Linked DNA regions of Mus musculus: region 1 is linked to region 2. A link is a contact called in public ChIA-PET data. All regions are on one chromosome and are shown on one strand. The core of a region is the stretch at or near the end of the contact, and the rest is flanking DNA. Distances in the headings are between cores, read along the strand shown.

The links. ChIA-PET counts read pairs in DNA pulled down with a chosen protein or histone mark.
Region 1: a contact with region 2 is called in an H3K27ac ChIA-PET map of liver, with 7 times the contacts expected there. The contact joins two enhancer-like sites. A contact is called at or near these places in 5 of 484 Hi-C or Micro-C datasets (LSK cells, bone marrow-derived macrophages, liver and 1 more) and 15 of 115 datasets of contacts at active chromatin or transcription factors (CD8 T cells, DN3 thymocytes, the HPC-7 cell line and 12 more).

The regions. Positions count from the first base shown.
Region 1 is chr2:11,533,755-11,537,127 of GRCm38.p6, reverse strand. It overlaps a transcript of Pfkfb3 not described here. Among named protein-coding and RNA genes, the nearest start is that of Gm10851, 14 kb to the right of the region's middle. Within about 2 kb of position 2,022, at least 339 of the 459 cell types and tissues checked have an H3K27ac peak or open chromatin away from gene starts, as enhancers often do. A contact at or near this core is called in liver, where this site is marked.
Region 2 is chr2:11,361,236-11,365,096 of GRCm38.p6, reverse strand. All of the region lies in intron 1 of 8030442B05Rik (RIKEN cDNA 8030442B05 gene), which reads left to right. Among named protein-coding and RNA genes, the nearest start is that of Gm13291, 22 kb to the left of the region's middle. Within about 2 kb of position 1,911, at least 37 of the 459 cell types and tissues checked have an H3K27ac peak or open chromatin away from gene starts, as enhancers often do. A contact at or near this core is called in liver, where this site is marked.

The DNA.
Region 1 (3,373 bases), core at 773-3,272, 170 kb before region 2:
TGCCTGGGCTACATAGTAAGTTCCAGGCTAGTCTGACTTTTGTTGGCAATGGTACTTATTTCTGTGTCTATGAGGCTGTGTCAGGCATCTGATAAACATAAAAGATGCTGTCCTCCAAATAATTTTAAATCTGCAATGGTTGAAATAACATCAGATATTCCTGGTGATATTTTCTTCCAAACTTGTCTCTCAGAAGTTGGAAGTCTGAGGCAGGAGGATTACTTGTATGCTCAAGGCTAGCCTAGCCACCATGACCAGAGTCTGTTTATTTTAATTAGAAAAGTAAAATTCTTAATGATAACATCTGATGACCACCAGAAGCAATGACATTTTGTAAAGGGCAATCAGTGAGGTCAAATACCAGAGCTCCTGGGGCATTATAAAGTATCTCAAATATATGGAAATTTAGAAGGAAATACCACCACAGTTATTTGATGTTCTTTTAACCATTGCCCAATGAACATATACTAGTTTTAAAACAAACAAAAAACATAGTTTTTTTTGGTATCTTTTCGTCATTGCCCAATGAGCACGTACTACTTTAAAAAACCAAAAAGTTGTTTTTTGTTTCTGGGCTTGGAGGTGCACATCTGAAATCCAGCACCAGGCTAAAGAGGCTACAGAGGCTAAAGCAGGAGGAACTTGGTTTTGAGGGCAACAGCAAGATCTACACAGCAAGATCCGTCCCTCCAAATGAAGATAATAGTAATAGCAAACTACAATGACATATATGTAAGAAAATTTTACAATGAAACCCATTATTTTGTATGTTCGCTAAAATTTAAATGAAGAAACCTCACATTTTGAAACTGGCGTTTGAGATGGAGTCTTATGTAGCCTAGACTGTCTCCTTACTCACTATAATATGACCCCGAAATTCTGATCTTCCTGCCTCCGCCTTCCAAGCGCTGTGCTTACAGTTGTGGACTACTGCCACGTTTGGCTTCCAAAAATTAATCATTAACTTATTTATTCATTTATTTATTAGGTCTCACCATCTAGCTCCGGCTTGTCAGAACTCATTATGTAACTCAGGCTGGCTTAAAACTCCTAGAAATCCACTACCTTCTGCCTCTAGAATGTTGGGATTAAAGACTTGTCTAGTTCAGAAAAGTAACCGAAGACAAAAAACAAACCAAACACTTCAGTAGATTGAATGTCAACCCTGGAACATTCTTTTCTGCCTCTGATTTCTGAGAGTGGCTATGGGGGTGGAAGCAACGAAGAAGGTAGGCTTATGTCCTGAAGTGGTTACCAGGGAAGAGGACCCGGAAGAACCCGACAACCCAACCTAGTGTAGGGGAGGAACCCTGTCTCTGAGATCCCTTATAGGAACATAGGGACGGCATCCTCTACTGTATCCGCGCCCAGAAAAGTGGTGGGTAGCACTGCGCGCAGCCTGGGCAGAGACTGCCCGCTGTCTCACCATCCTGAAGAGGTCAGCTCGGGACGCAGCAGCTGGCAACAAAGGGGCGTGGCCTAGAAGCAGGTCTGCGTAGATTGGCTGCGGCGCACGGCCGGCCCACGAGCTGGTCAGCGCTCGCTCCTCCCCTCGGGACTGTACGGCACGCTGAGTTCACGTGCCCGTCTGTGCTCCCAGTTGTCGCACGCACGTGTCTGTGCACCGCAGGCATGGGTGGAGGGCTTGCAGTCCCTGGGCTTCCCGCCTCTGCTGGCCCGCTGGGTCGCCTTCCTGGCAAAGGGAATTTTCCAAGAAGGCCTGGGAGCCGCTACGCTTTGTAAATAACTGTAGAGGAACCGAGAGGCGGGTGCGGCCGGGGTGGGCTTGCAAACCCACAAAAGAAAAACAGTTACAAGGACAGGTCTATTTTAAAAATCTATTTTTCCTTTCTCTCTCTCTCTCTCTCTCTCTCTCTCTCTCTCTCTCTCTCTCTCTCTCTCTCTCTCTCTTTTAAATTTTGAAACCTTGAACTTGGGCGATTGCCTAAGAGCACAGAGTGTTTTTAATCTTCGACAGTAGTACAATTGCTTGGCAGCAGAGTATGCCAACCCCCCTGATCACGGACGCGATGTTCTGCTGGGCATTTGTGTAAATAACTCACGGAAGCTGCTGTGAGAAGAATGCTTCCGATCTAGATGATCGCTTTGGTCCAGAAACGAGGAAGCCAAAGCTAGCTTTAGGGTAAGGCTCTGAGAACCCCTGAGGCTGCCCATTACCATCTTAGTTCATAGGACCTAGAATGCATTGCATCTGTGACTACACACAACACTTAGCTAAGAGGACAGGAAGAGTTGCTGAGCCGGTGAGAGTGGAAATGTCATGTGAGGCTTCCTTGTAAGCAGTGGGGATGCAAGATAAGGGCAGGATAGGAGAGGCTCATGATTTCGATCTGCTAGTATTTGGAAGGCTGGGTAAACAGGAGGTTGTGTTGGTCTTGCTTTTGCCTCGGGGGATATAAACTTATAGGAGCCAAATTTGAGATTCATTACTGAAAAATTATAGGGTTCTGTCCAGGAATCAGATTGAGCTAGAAGTTCACATTCACAGGAGAGAGAGATGGGTGCCTAAAACTCAGTTTTCATCTTGCGTACCCCAAGCCTTTGTGTATCCATAAAAGAATTTATCCTGATAGATAGATAGATAGATAGATAGATGATAGATAGGTAGATAGATAGATGATAGATAGGTAGATGACCTTGCAAAAAGTGATATAGTCTGCAGGGTTCTGCGTCGATTTATCATTTGGTCTGGAAGGTTCGCTCTTTAAGGTGTGTTGCTGCTCTATGTACAGGTGGAAAAGGACTGCCCAGCACTAAGGAAGGATGTCCCATCTCCACCTCACCAGGAAGTATGATCCTGACTATGGGTTTAACAAATACAACGGCATCGTGATATCAGCAGCTGTTCATTGTTTCCTACCCTGTCCCCAGCTTTCTAACCCTTCCCCTCCTCAAAGCAGATTAGATCTGCAGAGCTGTGTCTTATTTTTTTTTATTTTTTTATTTTTATTTTTATTTTTTTGGTTTTTCAAGACAGGGTTTCTCTGTATAGCCCTGGCTGTCCTGGAACTCACTTTGTAGACCAAGCTGGCCTCGAACTCAGAAATCTGCCTGCCTCCGCCTCCCGAGTGCTGGGATTAAAGGCGTGCGCCACCACTGCCCGGCTCAGAGCTGTGTCTTAAGGATGAATTTGACCTGAGTACTTATTACCTAGAAGATAACACAGAGTCTACTTCCCTGAAAAGTCAGGAGAGAGATGCTGGTCTGCATCAGCTCTGTGGTCCCTGGGTTTTGGTTTGGTATTACCCTAGGGATATCTGGGTATGATCGTATATATGTATAATCCTAGCAGGTAGTCAAGAGATCAGGAATTCAAGGCCAGTCTTAGCTTCATAGCAAGTTAGAGACCAGG
Region 2 (3,861 bases), core at 662-3,161:
ACTTAGGATGTTACTTTTCAATTTCAGTTTGACACAACCTAGAATCACAGGGAAAGAAAGTCTCAGTGAGCTCTCTACATAGAGCTGGCCAGTGGGCACATCTGTGAGAGATTGTCATTTAAATTAATTGATGTAGGGAGATTAAGCCCACTATGGGCAGCACCATTACCTAGGCCATGAACTGCTTAAAAGTGTCTCCACTTTTAAGATGAGCACAAACAAACAAATAAATAAGTGTGTCTTCATTTCTCCCTTCTCGTGACTATGGATGTGATATGACTAGCGATTTGAAGTTCTAGCTTTGACTTTCCCACAACCCGGAATTGTAAGTTGAAATAAACCTTTTTCTTTTTAAAGTGGCCTTCCACCTCCCACCCCACCCCCCAGGTTAGATGATCACAACAACAGAAATGAAACTAGAACATTCATAATTACTTATGTATCAGTTTTTCTTGCTACGGTCTAAGCACAACACAGACAAGGCCCACCCACAAGATCATAGTTTCCAAATGATAGTGGGCACCTCTGATGTCAAGCTACACAGATATGAAAGGTATAACCTGTAGGTAAACCTCTTTAGATTGTGTTGAATTAAGGACTGTTGACAGAGCTTAAAGCTTGAATTTTGCTGGAAACATCTCAGAGGATTTTTCTTTAATTGGAAGAATTAAAGCTTATCTTGGCCCCTTTCACCAGTGCAGTTTAACTGACTTCAATTTAATAGTCTTGGTAGGTGCAAGGGCAGCTGGCATAGGTACAAAGTGTCTAGTCCCATTAGAAAAGGATTTTTGAGTTCTAGTTTTTGGTTACACGGTCTATTCTATTGGCATGAGAATGTGCTAAAACAACAATGACAGAGACAATGTCCCAATTCTGTCTGGCCATGCCTTGAATCCTGGGAGAGTCCAGGCTTTCCGTAGTTCTCCTGCCTGTTTTCAGTTTACTTAGAACTAGAAGGGTCTGGGATTTTCCCACTAAGTCCTGCTTTCACTTTCTGCTTAAGGTAACAGTCTGTACACTATATGTAACAGCCAGCTGATCGTCATTTGTCCCTGTTAAAAATGACACATGCCTAGGTGAAGGCTCCCGGAGTTTCCTGTTCCTCAAAGCAAACAAAACCTTGTGTTTACAACTGTCAATTTTACTTGCAAAATGCCTGTTATATCTTTTTTTTTCACATTTCCATTTATTTTGTTTATGTATTTATTTACTTACTTTTTAAGTCACTATTTGTCAGAATGTTGTCACCTCTTAGCACAGACTCTTGTTGAAACCACCTGGGACTGGTCCTCTCTTCCTTCAGTTCAGGGCTGTACTTAACCTTGGGTTTGCATGAAAACATCAACCCAAGGAAAACGTTTGTGGTTGGTGACACTGAAGGGTTGGTCCAACTGTCTTAGAATGATTTTCAAGGCCGGGAGGAATGGGGGACCAGTGTGTCTGACATTTCTTCCTCGGGTGCCCTACCCGCCCTGTTTCCTTGTCCCAGTTGATAGCCTACCAATTCCGAACACATCATGTCCGTTCATGCTTCTGTGACTCTGTTGCACCATGTTCCTCCACCCAGGTTATTGCTTTCTACATCTTCTGGGTGGAAACTTACGTACCCATTAAGGCCCATCCAGGTGGAATGGAATCTGTGCAGGCTCCCTTAACTGCTGTGATTGGTTGAATAATCAAAGAGGCGGTTAGTAAAGGAGATGAAAGACTGAAGCCAACACAGCACAGCACTCTCACCTAACATAGCAAGGGCATCCATGCTTGAATTTTGGTGCCAGGCCTTTAAACACTTGTAATTACGTTTAGTTACCGTTGGTGTGAGCATGTGCTTATGCCACAGTGCAGGTGTGGAGGTCAGAGAACAACTACAGGGTTCAGCTCTCTCCTACCGTGTCAGTATGGGGGACTGTAGATAGACTGTCAGGCTTGGCAGCAAGTCTTCCTCTACTGAGCAATCCTGCTGGCACGTATAAAAGGCATTCTGGGTAGAGTTTCATTGATTAAAATCCTCCATTGATTTTCTTCATAAATGATTGCCATAATGGCTTTATTTTCCAGTTCAGCTTCAATATAACAGAACAAGAATAGAAAAGTCTCAAGTGGGTGGGGAGATGACTTAGTAGGTAAATAAAATATATAGTAAATATGAGGGACCTGCGTCCAGAGCCCTAGAACCCATATAAAAAGCCAGACACTTACAATCCTAGAAACAGTGAGGTGGAAGGTAGAGACAGGCTTGCTGGCCCTGGAAGCTTGCTGGCCATTGAATAGTTTAGCCTATTTGGCAAGGTTCCAGGCCAGCAAGCCTGGTACACACAGCATGGCAGAAATGAGGCAGATGGCTTCAACAAGGAGGGAGGAGAGATCTGGGTCCTGAATGCTGTTCTATGAGGCATGATCTCTGTATGCAGCACACACACACACACACACACACACACACACACACACACACACACACGGAACAGAATAAAGAATTTTTAAAAATCCCAAATTATTTTTTGTGGTAAAATAAACCATTATAACCATAAACTTCCATAAACCATTCAGCTTAATTGTCTCAGGCTCACATTTCTTTGTGCTGTACTTCTTTACCTCATGCAATACTTTGCTAAAATATCAGGAAACAGCTCAAGAAAGGACTGCAGTTGATGGGTGTGAATATGCTAGCCTTGTGTGTTCTGTAAGGAAGCATCCTGCCTGATATCCACTCCACCTCCCACCCCTGACCTCCCACTCACTCCACCTCTCAGCCCTGCCCTCTCACCCCTATAGAATCTGGGCGCGACAAAGTGTCCTTCGGTTGCTAATCATTAAGGTAACAGCGTATAAACCAGTCACTTCCTTCTGCTGTGATGGGCCGGTTGGTTGTCCTGAGCAGGTGGCCTGCGGCACTCACCAATAACTTACTTTGCTTTGGAGTCTGGCACACACCCGCTGGGCACTTTCAGACCCTGAAGTTTCTGAGGAAATTCTGACTTGGGTGTTTAAAATCATTTTAGGCTTTTGCTGCACCAGTGCTAAAGACAAATGGTTAATACTATCTCAGGAACTTGGGGGAATAATCCTCCAATTCACAGTTGTGGTCAGAAGGCCACTCTTGATTTGACTAATCAGGAGCCTGAACAAAGACAGGTGGGTGTCCTAGGGAGCTCTTATTTAGGTTGCCCCTTCAGAGATGGGGAGGAACACATCTCTCAGACCCTGTGCTCTTCCTCCCAGAATGGCTGCTGATGTTTTCTAAGCTATCCCTGCCATCTCTCTGCAACAGACACACTGGCTGAGAGCTGGGACCGCCCTTGCCTTGGTATCTTTCTAGGTTCATGGTTTGGGGGGTCGTGTTCAAGCTGACACATTAACAAGAGGGGGGAAGTGTTTTTATTTTGAATGTATACAAGAATTCATTTTTTAAAATGGCTCAAAATGAGGCCTATAAACCATCATAGGCTAATCAGATGAAATGGGGTGTGGGTTATTGGGGGAGGAGGGCGATGAAAGTTGTGACATGTCCAGGAGATGGTATGTGTCAAAGAACGGCTGCCATGCTTGTAGATGGTGGCATCTCTGGTTGCAGCTCTTCTACTGAAGGTGGAAATTTCCATTGTAATTGTAGCATTAAAAATGCTTTTTGAAGGGGGAAAGTGTACTCTCTAGGTTTTGGAAGTATGGGAAAAGTCAAAAGCTCCAGTTGCCTTTAGTTTAAAATTCTCCATATGCCCCCAAGGCATATTGTGGGGTACGTCTCTGGCCCCCTCACCCGCTCAGTGCAGATCCTCTGTGTGTGATGTCATCAGGGACGGCCCTTCTCAGTAAATAAAGAGTTATGTAAGGAGTGCATGAGTGAGAGAACTTTTTTCCCGCCTG